Regions from separate parts of the Rattus norvegicus genome. Here region 2 is linked to region 1. A link is a contact called in public Hi-C data. All regions are on one chromosome and are shown on one strand. Each heading gives the region's core, a stretch centred on a gene start, on an enhancer-like site or on the middle of the called end of the contact. The rest is flanking DNA. Distances are from core to core; before and after follow the strand shown.

What was found. Hi-C and Micro-C count contacts between places; a contact is called where the count stands out from the background.
Region 2: a Hi-C map of frontal cortex shows a contact between it and region 1, with 2.4 times the contacts expected there. The contact joins the enhancer-like site here to the promoter of Nr3c1 in region 1.

Annotation. Positions count from the first base shown.
Region 1 is chr18:31,608,178-31,615,456 of GRCr8, reverse strand. Nr3c1 (nuclear receptor subfamily 3, group C, member 1) reads left to right here and starts at 2,018. Exons shown (of 9, transcript NM_012576.3): 1 at 2,018-2,423; 2 at 4,625-5,878. The coding sequence starts at 4,638.
Region 2 is chr18:32,030,478-32,037,194 of GRCr8, reverse strand. No RefSeq gene overlaps it. Among named protein-coding and RNA genes, the nearest start is that of Pabpc2, 130 kb to the right of the region's middle. Within about 2 kb of position 2,739, at least 4 of the 93 cell types and tissues checked have an H3K27ac peak or open chromatin away from gene starts, as enhancers often do.

The DNA of each region.
Region 1 (7,279 bases), core at 769-3,268:
TTCATGATCCCTCTCTTGAGGAGGAGGTCTACACTAGTATAGGTTTTCCTTCTTGAGGTATCAAGCTTCTATTCCTTTGCCAAGATGGCTGCCCTGGATCCCATGGAGGTAGCGACCGTGCGGCATCTCTGCCCAAGGAGCCCGCTTACAGTCACGTTCTCCCCGTGCAAAGCGGACGATACATTGGGCAGCCTTTAAGCTTTTCATCCAAGAAAGAACGACTCGGGTTTGACGCCAAAGAGCACCTTTGCCAAGATGGTGACCGTGCGGCGTCACTGCTCTTTACCAAGATGGCGGCGAGGGACTTCCGGCACGCGCTTCCCCAATCAGGGATCTCCAAGAGGTCAGGCAGAGGAGACCGCCCTTGGAGTCGAAGTGCGGCGCGAGCCGCTTCTGCCGCCCGCCGCGGGAGGGCATGAGGTGGAGTCATGGCCACCTCCGCTCTAATCAGAAGTGCCAAGCGCTGGCACCTGTGGGGGAGCAAAAGTTACTTCCTTGCACCCCAAAGCAACACCGTAACACCTTTCCCGGAGTCCCCCAAATCCTAGCCTATGGCATGAGGTAGAGGGGCACGGTCCCGGCGTCGCCCCAGCCTGCCTAACACAGAGGACACCCGAGGGGCAGGTACTGCGCGGCCGCACAGTCACCCTACGCCCCTTTCCTGTCCTAGGGGGACCGGCCATGTGTTTCTCTTGGAGACCCGGGGACTCGTATTGGGCACAGCTGGACGGAGCTAAAAGCTGACGTTTTAAAGATGCATGTTTTTGTTTTATTTGGAGGGACAGAGGGGTCCCTGGAACCCAGAAAGCTGAGCAAGGCACCGAGCCTGGAGCAGCAAATGTCAAGATTCGGGGGAGGGGCCTCCGCGGGGAGCTTGGATGCTGGCCCCGAAGGGGGTGGAAGGAGAGGTCAGGAGTTTGGGTAAGAGGAGGGCGGACTTCAGCAGCAACTTACTATTCGGTCTGCAACTTGCTTCTAGGCCTGCACACACCCCCTCCCGCCCCGCAAGGCTTCCTTAATCACAATTTTTTTTTTAAGTGCAAAGAAACCCAGCTCTCTGAGAGGGTTTTGCATTCGGCATGCAACTTCCTCCGAGTGTGAGCGCGCTGGCAGGCGGGGAGGGAGCGGTGGGGGTTGAACTTGGCAGGCGGCGCCTCCTGCTGCCGCCGCCGCCGCCGCCTCTCAGACTCGGGGAAGAGGGTGGGGGACGATCGGGGCGCGGGGGAGGGTGGGTTCTGCTTTGCAACTTCTCCCGGTTGCGAGCGAGCGCGCGCGCGGCGGCGGCGGCGGCGGCTGCAGACGGGGCCGCCCAGACGCTGCGGGGGTGGGGGACCTGGCGGCACGCGAGTCCCCCCCCGGGCTCACAGTATGTATGCGCTGACCCTCTCCTCTGCGCTCCCCTCCCCAGGCCTCCCCAGAGGGCGTGTCTGCAGTCCTGCCCCGAGAGCAAGCGGCCAGGGCTCTGCGGCACCGTTTCCGTGCCATCCTGTAGCCCCTCTGCTAGTGTGACACACTTCGCGCAACTCCGCAGTTGGCGGGCGCGGACCACCCCTGCGGCTCTGCCGGCTGGCTGTCACCCTCGGGGGCTCTGGCTGCCGACCCACGGGGCGGGCTCCCGAGCGGTTCCAAGCCTCGGAGCTGGGCGGGGGCGGGAGGGAGCCTGGGAGAAGAGAAACTAAAGAAACTCGGTTTCCCTCCCAGGCCAGGTCGGCACCCGCTGCCGCACTTTTTCTCGTTCCTTGGGTGGGGAAAGGCGAAGCCGCGCGCGCCCCAGCGAGGCGATGCCCTGAGCCGCGGGCTTGCAGGCGCCGTCGGGGCCGGGCTGGCGGGTACCGCGCGCTGGGAGAAAAGAGGGCGAGGGCCACGGGCGCCCTTGCAGTTGCCGACAGTCGCCAACAGGTTGCACCGTTCCCCGCGGCCGCCGCGCGGCCCCTCGGGCGGGGAGCGGCCGGGGGTGGAGTGGGAGCGCGTGTGTGCGAGTGTGTGCGCGCCGTGGCGCCGCCTCCGCCCGCCCCTCGCTCGGTCCCGCTCGCCTGCCGCGGCCGGGCGGCCCTTTCGCGTGTCCGCGCTCCCCCCCCTCCCCTCCGCCTCCTCCATTTTGCGAGCTCGAGTCAGTGCCTGGAGCCCGAGTCGCCGCCCGCCCGTCGGGGACGGATTCTAAGTGGGTGGAACAAGACGCCGCAGCCGGGCGGCGCGGCGCCGGGACGGGGGACGCGCGCGGGAGACGGGAGCGGCGCGGGGGCCCGGCTTGTCAGCCGGGAACGGGTGACTTTCAGCGCTAGGGGCTCTCCCCTCCCCCATGGAGAAGAGGGGGCGACTGTTGACTTCCTTCTCCGTGACACGCGCGCCTCCCGCGTCCGCACGCCGACTTGTTTATCTGGCTGCGGTGGGAGCCGCGAGCGGGCGAGCGCGCGGGTGCTGAGGTGAGCGGGGGCTGGGCGAGCGGGCGAGCGGGCGCCCGCGCTGAGGTGAGCCGGACTGGGCGCGCTCCCCTAGGGGCTCGGCAGCCGGGGCGGCCGGACTTGGCAAACTTTTGCCAGCCCGGGGTTGGGGGTGGAGGCTGGCGAGGGCAGGGTGACGGTGACGAAAGGGCCTTGGCGGTGACAGCGCTGGCGCTTCCTCTCCCCGCACCGCCATCCCTGGCCCAGCGCGCTGCCCCGCCGTGGAGCCTCGGGCGCCCGGGCGGGAGTCTGGCGTCCTTTTTGGTTTTGCTTTTGCCGCAAGCCCTCGGGTCTTCGCTGTCCTCGGAGCCGCCGAGACACCCGCTTTTCCCGGGGGGCAAGGTAGAGCGCCGTCTGGGACCGGCGGGCTCAGGGCGCGCGGCTCCGGGCTGCGGGCTTGTAGGGTGGATTGGGGCTCACAGCCTGCAGCCCAGACTTCGCCCGCCCGGCCTTATCTGCTAGAAGTGGGCGTGCCGCAGAGAACTCAACAGGTCTGGACACATTTCTCCCTTCACCTCCCACCTTTCTCCCTCCTTCTCCCCCAACCCCACCCCCGACAACTTGGGCGCTAGCTTTGGGGCATGATTTCGCGCCTGACTTTTCTGAGTGGTCCCCTTTTAGAAAGAGACCCTCCCTAGCCGCAGTTTTTGATGCAGCGATTTTTTTTTTTTTTTTTTGACAAGTGCTACTTTGACATTTGAGGTTGCAGCCTCGGTAATTGCAGCCTTACCACTTAAGACCCTGGGCAAGGTTCGTGTGACTAATGTCACAGGGTTATTTACAGTTTTAACTGGGGGATAAATGTCGCTTAAGGGAGCATCTTGTTTTATGAAGTGTTACGGTTTCGGGCTGGAAGGGGCAGTTGTCAAAAAAGCAGGTCTGAAAATTCTTTAAGGTCTATTAGATATCTTACATTTAGAGATCCTTATCAAAGGCATAGGACCGACCGGGGTTCTGAGAGAGAAGCCCTTTACAGGGAAGAATCCTAGGGTAGGTTCCACCCCTCTCCACCTTCCCTGAATTTCCCTTTCAGAGAAGGTGGTCATACTTAATGTCTTGGTACAGGAAAAGTTTACCATTGTATTGGGGATCCCAAATATATTTGTCATAGTCTTTGCCAGCCCCTCAAAACATTTTGATTATTACTAACATACTAGCAATCTGGAGGAATACAGTAAAGGTTTAAAACTACAGAGAGTATTTTTTCTGAGCGTTTTCTTGAATGGGGTTTATTTGAGTTTATATGTGATTTGACTGTCCAGTTTTTCTGTTTTCCCGGTATTTACATCTTTGGAAAGAAAAATCTTAAACTTATAGATAAAATATTTTATACTGAGTATATCAAACAATTTTTAAAAAAGAATACAATTCCATAAATCTTGGTGTTAGGAATTTTAATAAGCTTTGCTCTATTACACTATTTAAATAGGTTAAAATTATAGTGAAGAAGCCAGTACAAATTCTACTCTGTTTTTAAAGATATACATTTTAGGCTGTATATAATATCTATAATTTCTTATCTCCAAAATTTGAAGGTAGGTGATACTAGACAGGCATATTTATTTGAAAATAGAGTTTCAAAGTAAGAGCCTTTCCCTAGCTCTACAAGATAAGCAGCTCAGCACTGCTTTTTTTTTCAAAAATAAAAATGTGCATAATTCTTGGAGGAACCTTGAAAGGTTTAGAAGTGCTGGGATCGGCACAGGTGAAATTGTCAATCATAAAATGTGTAAACATTTATATTGTAGCATTTATCAAACGGTTTATGTATTGGTTTCCAGAAAGGCAATCACTCAATCGAAAGGGGCTGGAAATGTAAGGATCATGCCTTTAAAAAAAAAAAGTTAAATACTTTGACATCAACTTGAACCTTTACAATAATTGCGTATGACAAATTACAATCCCCATGGTTACCAAATGTGTATGTTTAGCGAGTGACAGGATAAACAGTCAAATTCAGTTGGTTCAATGTAACTTTGTTGTCTCTGTGCAAATGAGCTGCCTTGCAGATGGGAAACGGGGGTGGGGGTATAGCTTTATTTTAAAAGATAGGAACTATTTTTCTGATAATGGAGACTTTGATTTGGGAGTTACCTAAAGGGTTTATTTAATGGGCAGTCTTACTAATCGGATCAGAAATAATGTTTTTATAGCTTATTATGTCTTTTTTTTTTCTTTTGTAGTTAATATTTGCCAATGGACTCCAAAGAATCCTTAGCTCCCCCTGGTAGAGACGAAGTCCCTGGCAGTTTGCTTGGCCAGGGGAGGGGGAGCGTAATGGACTTTTATAAAAGCCTGAGGGGAGGAGCTACAGTCAAGGTTTCTGCATCTTCGCCCTCAGTGGCTGCTGCTTCTCAGGCAGATTCCAAGCAGCAGAGGATTCTCCTTGATTTCTCGAAAGGCTCCACAAGCAATGTGCAGCAGCGACAGCAGCAGCAGCAGCAGCAGCAGCAGCAGCAGCAGCAGCAGCAGCAGCAGCAGCCAGACTTATCCAAAGCCGTTTCACTGTCCATGGGGCTGTATATGGGAGAGACAGAAACAAAAGTGATGGGGAATGACTTGGGCTACCCACAGCAGGGCCAACTTGGCCTTTCCTCTGGGGAAACAGACTTTCGGCTTCTGGAAGAAAGCATTGCAAACCTCAATAGGTCGACCAGCGTTCCAGAGAACCCCAAGAGTTCAACGTCTGCAACTGGGTGTGCTACCCCGACAGAGAAGGAGTTTCCCAAAACTCACTCGGATGCATCTTCAGAACAGCAAAATCGAAAAAGCCAGACCGGCACCAACGGAGGCAGTGTGAAATTGTATCCCACAGACCAAAGCACCTTTGACCTCTTGAAGGATTTGGAGTTTTCCGCTGGGTCCCCAGGTAAAGACACAAACGAGAGTCCCTGGAGATCAGACCTGTTGATAGATGAAAACTTGCTTTCTCCTTTGGCGGGAGAAGATGATCCATTCCTTCTCGAAGGGGACACGAATGAGGATTGTAAGCCTCTTATTTTACCGGACACTAAACCTAAAATTAAGGATACTGGAGATACAATCTTATCAAGTCCCAGCAGTGTGGCACTGCCCCAAGTGAAAACAGAAAAAGATGATTTCATTGAACTTTGCACCCCCGGGGTAATTAAGCAAGAGAAACTGGGCCCAGTTTATTGTCAGGCAAGCTTTTCTGGGACAAATATAATTGGTAATAAAATGTCTGCCATTTCTGTTCATGGTGTGAGTACCTCTGGAGGACAGATGTACCACTATGACATGAATACAGCATCCCTTTCTCAGCAGCAGGATCAGAAGCCTGTTTTTAATGTCATTCCACCAATTCCTGTTGGTTCTGAAAACTGGAATAGGTGCCAAGGCTCCGGAGAGGACAGCCTGACTTCCTTGGGGGCTCTGAACTTCCCAGGCCGGTCAGTGTTTTCTAATGGGTACTCAAGGTAAGTCAGCGCTTTTCTGTTTCATAAGGATGGTGAATTTAAGGTAGTTTGGTAAACTTTAGAATTCTTTTATCAGTGTACGTTTTCTAGAGATTGTATCCTTTTGCAAATAACTCAGTACAAATGGTCTTTTGAATGCGTACTCGTTAGAACATCAAAAGGACTCATCACAGCATAAGCACTTTAGGTGTTTGGTTAAATAGTAACCGTCTCTCATTGGTCATATTAAAGGTTTTACTGAAAACTAGGTCAGAATTGCTCACTAACAAGTATCTGTAAAAGTCACATTCATCTACACGTATCTTAAGTAAAACTAATATGAAATCAAGAAAACAAGACATCTAGTCATGTAATACGTTTATTGTGCATATTAATTTAGCTGTATTAGATTATATTATTACAAGAAAATGCTTGAAGTGTCACCTTTCAATTAGAGGGTTAGGAGCTGGAAGTAGTAATTCGTGAGTATTTGATCTGAACTTTCTGTGTTTGGAAACTATTACAGCAACGCAGGGCATAGGGACCTAGACCACAGCATTGGAGTAGCCTAAAGCAGACAGTTGTGTCTGCTCCTAAGCTTCTGTAAGGAGGGAGCTGGTGCACAAAGCTTAGGTCCTTCCCTGTACTCTCATGTTCAAGTCATATAAATGCTGATTTGTATATGTATTTTAGGTGTGAAAAAAAAGAAAACGAGGATTGTAGTGATAGGAGACAGATTAATCACTAGGGTTTTTGTTTTGTTTTTGTAGAAAACAGAGTCCTTTCCTTGCACGTAATCCCGTCAACTTTTTCCTATTACTGGTGCTCATTGTCCCTATTAACTAGTCATTTGAGAAGATTTTACTTAAAATTCGTAAGAAATGTTTTCAGTGCAATTTCTCACTGCATCCTTATAACTCTTTAAAATTCTTTTTTCTGAAGGTTATCCAGACACTGGCATACTGAAAGTTATCTCTTTCCTCTAAATGTAAAGAAACTTATTGGGAAAATTAGATTTAGGCTATTTTCTATTTTTTGAAATAGCTTTATCTTATCAAGAGGAAGGAAAAGTCACCTTTTCTCTTATGTACTCTAAGAGATGGAAAGTTAATGTTTATACTACCTATTAGTAGTGATTACGAATCTATTACTCAATAATTAGTTGTCCCTTTTTGGGGGGGTAAGCTCTTGCAGCATTTTAACTTTCTGAATTAGGGGTTTAAAATACTCCCAGTAAGGAAATTTAAATAGTTTCTTATTGCATACACGGTGTTTTCCAAATGTTAATATGCAGTCTGTGTTTTAAAATTTCAATCTTAAACTTTTGACAGTAGATTTCATGTGGTTGACTTTCATAAAAGAATAATTATAATTGACTTGATTATCTGCAGAGAGCTGTTAAATTGATTTATAAACATGTGA
Region 2 (6,717 bases), core at 1,490-3,989, 420 kb before region 1:
TGTTTTAAATGTGTATCACAGAAATACTTTGACGTAAACGAATGTTTCCTAGCTTGCTACTATATTGTTTGTACAGCATTGTTTCAACAACCACCTATTCATTAGGTAAAATAAGGTTTTTCAATGCTCTATAACTTTTGTGTTTTTCATGATTACATTAAGAGTGTCACCAGAAAACAGTCAAAGCTTGATTCACAATGACTACAGTTAAAAATGAATGGACTCAATAAATGGACAGACAAGGTTGGTAGAGATCTTCATGGTAGAGATCTTTTTAGCTTTTTCATATTTTGCTTCTTTCAAAACCCCAGTAGCATTGTTCAAGACTCTGCCTCTGTATTTGTGGTTCAGCTGGCATAAGCTGCCTCTCACATGCTGATAATCCCCATCCCTTCATGCCCAGATCCTCGTGCCGGACACTTGCTTCAAGGAATAGAATACAGTAAAAGTGAAGAAAATCTCAACCATGATTTGGTGACAAAGGCTTGTAGTTTCCAACTTACTAGGCTCTCTCCCTTACTGTCCTTCCCTCCCTTGTTTTCCAACCGCTTTGCTTTACCAAATAAAGTTGTCCTGTTAACAGCTACCCTTTAGAAAGGCTCATATGGCAAAGAGTTGAGGGTGCCAACAAGGGGCAGACTCTCCATCCGCATGTAAATAATTCTGCTAACACAAGTATGAGTGGATTTGGAAATCAGAGCCTTCCACAAAAGAGCCTCAGAATGTCTACAGTCTCATAAACATTTTCATTACAGCCTTCTCAGAGACCCCGAGAAAGAAGGCTCGCCTATTCCATGCCCAGATTCCTAGATTGTAATAACTATGTAAATGTTATTGTTTTAAGTTACTAAATCTTCAGGGTCATTCGTTATTCAACAATAGGTAACTATTGCATGAGCCAACAGGAAAGGGAAAAAGAGGAAGCCAATCTGTCTTCCTCAATCTGAGGGTCATTTCTGAAGTCTAAGAGTGTTGCCATGGAGATAGGTCAGTGGGTAGAAGTCCATTACAAGAATATGCAACTGGAACTGAAGCCAGGGAATACCCTATCCAGGCAGCAATTTTCTCTGGTATATATCAGAGCGCTAATATTAACAAGAAAGAAGGAATGGGATAATGACTCCAGATATTACTAGATTACTCTTAGGTGCAGAGTAATGTAGCTCTAATAAACATTAGTTAAAAGTTTGTTGTCATGTTCAAATGCATAGTTTTGAGCATCTTAATTGATTATTTAACAAAAATTGGATATAACCTAAAGCTGATCACCCACACATTATTCAAATACATTAGGACTAAGATCATAGGTAATAATGTTTACAAATTTGTATTTCATGTGATTTTTTTAAACAAGGGAACTTTATATTATAACAATCACTGTTTGCTGGATTCTAGACAGTTAACTTCTCATTTTGCTCTTCAGAGGGAGGGAAGGAGGGAGATGGGGGGAAGGGGAGGGAGGTAGAATGCTTTATATGAAAAACTAGTCCTCTCTACTTATATTCTTATTAAAATTTCATTTAAACATGGTTGCTTATCAAGAGCCTACCTAGAAATATAGTCATGCTCTTGGTAGAGCTGCAATATCAGAAAGCAAGAATATATACATTTTGGACCAAATCAGATGTTTAATTTCATAATGTTGATAAAGAGCTTGCACTATAACCAGAAGTGACCAATGTTTTCTTGTTTACTTGTATTTGCATTAAGTATTGTCTTGATACTTTTCAGAGGCATCTATTAAAGCCATTCGTTAGTTTGTGAGGTAAAATAAACATATGAGTCCCATTGCTAAATCCAAATTCCCCTTCTCCTTAATGTTTGGAATGTCTCCCATGCTCCATTACAAGAGACAATATGTTTGATGCATACTACAGTATTAAAATACTTTTATTTATAAATAAATAAATGGATACTACAGTATTTTCTTTATGCACTTAAAATATTCAGTATTATAGCTTAAAAACATTATTATCAATGTGTTGGGTGTCTTTAGTAAAACCCATAGGCTTTTAGGAAGACTACAAGCCATCTGAAATTTTAGACAGAGGTCTTACATGAATGCTGGAGGCAGTGGTAATCAGTAACACCTGCCTTGTGGGATTATTTAAAGTTTTAAATGATAGAAATTCTACTTAAACTGCACAATCTAGATTCTACCACAAAGTAAACTCTCTACAACTGTTTGATCGGAAAAAAAAAATGGGCATACTACTTAGTATCACTGTCACCAATGCTGACATTAGCTGGCCAGGCATCACTGTCACCAATACTGAGGTGAGCTGGTTAGGCCTCATTTTGTGAATTGAAAGTTGGAAGAACAGTGAGAGTCTTTCTAGTGAGTGGTATCCTGGGCCTAAAGAAACACTAGTGGTTCCATTCCTATGCATGACTATGTAGGTTAGTTCCCAAGATAGCTTTCCCTTTCATTGTTTCAAAGGATAGCATTAATCACTTGTTTTGTTCTTGGCTTTTGGCTAAATGCTGACCACACTACGGTACACAGGGACATGTAGCCTTTGTTGCTAAGGGTTTCTTTTATCTCACTTGTACTCATGAAGGACATAAAAAAGAGGCTGGACTGGAGGCTACGGATTTCATCCAAAGAAGATGGCTTGGAAGGGTTTCTTTGAGAAGATAGCATTTAGATGGAAACCTAAAAGGAGATAAATGACTAAGTGAAGCAAAACTTTAGGGAACAGCGTAGGCAAAACCATATGCTTGTAGAGAGTTTGGCATTTTTGAAATCCTTATACCAGCATGGCCATGGCACAGCAGCCGAGGAGGAAAGTTTTATAAGATGTTGGAGGAAGAGAGTGAGGAAAAGAAAATCTGTTATTTCTGTTACATGTAACTGGAACCATTGGGTGGCTTTATTTTAAGGTTCATTTTGATGCTGCAAGGAGAATGACTAGAGAGAGAAGCTATGGATGAAGTTCTTCAGATGAGAGGTTATGATGTCTTAGTGTAAATAGTGTCAGTTGAGATGGTGATGGTGAACAGATGAAAGTTCTTATGGATGAAATTGTCCAGACTTCCAACAGGCTTGTAAAGGGAAGGAAAGGTGATAATTTGGATTAAGGCTAAAATCATTATGTAAATAGATAATCTTACCATTAACTGACATGCAGATGACCAAGTGAGAATGGAAACAAATTTGGAATGGAAAAAAATGAAAAACTCCATCTTGTTAATTAAGTTCAAGATACCCAAGGGACACAAAAGTGAACAAAAATGATAGTCAACATGAATATATGAAAAGAATTCACAAAAATATTTAGACTGGTGATATGCATTTGAACATGATTAACATAAACTCTGATTTAAATAAAGTCAATGGTAACTAAGAAAGCAGTTTATGAAGAAGACAAGCCAGGAGATGACAACACCAGGAAAGCCAAGAGGAGAAAGTGTCTACCTGGTAAGAATGTCATGCTGAATGCTGCTGTATGACCCCAACTCTAATAAAGACATTGCTTTGGTCAAATGCAAGTCAGCAAAGACTTTCATGAACAGCTTAAGTGGCATATTGTCAATTAATAAGAGGGAACTGAAGATAAGGAAGTGTTATCAGAATATTCACACAACTCTTGACAAGCCTAGCATAAAAGAAAATAGAGAGATGGGTCATCTAGAAGAGTACATGGGCCAAGGAAAAGGTTTGGTTCTGTTGATTTTATGGTGGGTTATACTGGAACCTGTTTGATTACTGAGAGACATAAGCCAGGAATGAGGAAAGGGAGAAGCTACTGGAAAGGGGAGAGATGGAATGTTACAATTAACTGACATGTGGAACGCAATCCCCGCCATGACCATGGGGAATTAAGAGAGGATTCCAGGTTGCAAGTTTGGATCAATTTGGTCCTTTGGATGTTGGTGACTTCTGATTTTTCAGTGCAACATGCAGAGAGTTCTTTGCAGTGCAAGAATGTCTGAAGCATGAGGATATGGAAGGAGGCACAAACAGTGTTATGAGCATACAGTTTAGAGTCAAAGCTCCTGGAGAAGCAGGGTGGGTGCTAGAGGCACCTAATTAAGGACTAATACTCATAAGAGTGAAGACATGTCTTCTTGCAGGATTAGCTGGTAACGTTCATGAACTCATTTATAATCCCAGAGAAGGCAGACGAGGCTCGCCTGAGTTAGTGTTTGTCCAGAAGTTAGAGAAGGGGATGAGAGGCAGAGCAGCTCAGTGTATTATGGGGAATCCAAGAAGGGCTATTTAGGGAAACAGGGCCAACTCAATTATATAGTCCATTAAGAGTCTGCAATAGGCAGACACCGCCCTCAATTGGTTGACCAGCCAAAAGGTTAACCAGCAGACAGTAGGTTCACTTGTTCTGTGTCATGTGCCTGCATTGGAGTTTCTTTTGCAGCCCAGCTTGCTTGCTTATCACCTCACACAAGGACATGAGGGCTTGTTTGACAATAATTAAACAATTCATCATTTGCTTCCCATCTCTCACTTTGAGGCAAAGTCTTCACTGCTGATAGATGAGCCAAACCTCTGAATTCAGACTCTGGCTTTGCTCAGAGACAGCATTTAAGTTCTAAATAACAAGACATTTGTTCTCACCTCTTTGCTTACTGTTTAGTGTAGGCAATGGGCTAAAGAGTTCCCATGAGCCACTGGCACTCAGACACCCTGGGTATCATACCTCAGCCACCCATTTGCAGGCTCTGCCAGGACTGACAAAGACAATGTCAACTTGTGATGTTAACCTAAATTATACATGTTAATGCTATTTGAGTCCTGTTTTTCATGAAGCTTGCCTCCCACACACATTCTCTAAAGATTAACAATTTTAGACCCTGCTTATCCTGCAGGAAGAAGTTGGAATTAAGAATGGCTTGGTAATCAATTATTTCTTCAGACTTCCATTTTAGAAACCTCTAGTATCTGAACTTGGACCTCATTTAAAAAAAACCCAACTAGGCAGCTCAAATCTCTTATTAAAAATGCATATAATTTGAGTTAGAACCTACCTAGTCACTTTAAATCATATGGCCCAGCTTGCACCACGCCCTGATAATGCATAGAACTCAATCCCATGTATGTAACACTGATGAAGGTTATCACCCTAAACCAGGTACAGTCTGTATTATCTCCTTATTCCTGAGTCTGCATGGCCACCTATGTCAACAAGCAGCATGTACTTCACCAATAAATTTAACCAGAGGCTGAAAAACCAGAAAACTACTCTTGGACTTTTTCCAGGAGTGGATCTTCTGGGCATAGACCCAAGGTCTAGTCAGTGCCTGCCACACAGAAGCCACTGAAAAAACACTTGAGTGTCTAAAAACAATAGAAAACATATAAAGACTGTTTACCACAGGACAGCCAGATGCATAACTTACATCGCTGTATAATTTATTATTGATTAACCTTTGTACCAACTCCTAGAGAGAGATACTGTCATACTTCCAATTATTATGCTAATCAAGACAGAGTAAGGTTTTAACTCAGCTTCCTCCTTCTAGTTCTTACAGAGATCTGAGTCTCATGAATAATCGTAGCACCTGCTGTTAATAGCTCAGTCCTAGCCTTGTGCAATGTAACAAACACTAACGCTGAGGGCTAGGTCAGGTGTCAGGGACTCTAAGGCCAATGTAGATGACTCACATGCATTGAGAACTTTCCACAACCTAAGTCCCAAGCAAACACAACACAAATGCTTTGGATCCCTGCCTTCTCTTCTGAATATCGTTCTTTAAGTTTTAAAGTGAGTCCCGTGGGACTTCAAGAGGTAAGTGACTCACCCAAGGTTACTGAGCAATCTATAGGGCTATACTTGACCTCAGGTCAATGTGTCTCTAAAGCTATTGTCCTTGACTGTTCTGCTTTGCTAACCAGTATATAAGGGGTCAGATCCCAAATGTCTACCTAGGACGCTGTTTATTCTACCTTCTGTTTGGGTCAATGGCAAGAGTTGGTCTAGAAATCATCTTACCAGGCAAAACTTTCCAATGTTGTCAGTCTTCAGGAAAAGGAGAACTGAGGTTTTCTCACTTAAGGCTGTGCTTCTTTGGAGCAATTTTTGGAGATGAGATGAGATGGCTGAAGACACTCTGAGTCTTTGTTAAAGAAGAGAAAGGCAACCAACTGAGATGCTAAGCTTTGGTTTCAGGAGCTTCTGCTGGTGGTTGTGGGCTTGCCTAACTTCCTACTTCAGTGGGTAATGATCTTCTGCCTGGATTCCAAAGCTACCTGGATTTCTCGCTCTAAGCTGACCTCATCCCCCTTTACCGTCCAATAAACCAATTTCTCCTCCTCTAATCTTTTATACCCAGCCCATTCACTTTGCCTGAAATCCCTTCCATCTATGAACCCATCTTCTCAGTGACTGGCTAAGGGCACATATATGGCCTGGATCAAATCTCAAAGGCTGTACATACTATGTGCCTTTAAGTAAGAATTAAACTTCCCCAGGCACTTTCTTCATCGGTGATACTGTAAATAATTCAATCAGCTTGGTTCTCGTTACAAGGCTTAAAAGAAATGATGCATGAAAATACTTGACTCAGGGTCTCACTTCAGCCCACGGCTATTATGCATTTATTAGAGCCCTTTGTGATAAGCTGTCATATAAGGAATATGAACAAGGAGCTCAGACTGGCCATCTGTGCATTTGCTACTAAGATGGGCTGGTTTGGGGACTTGTCTATGTAGCCATGGTTTGGTAGCCATGTCCAGTAAGTTGAATCTGTTCTTTCCTA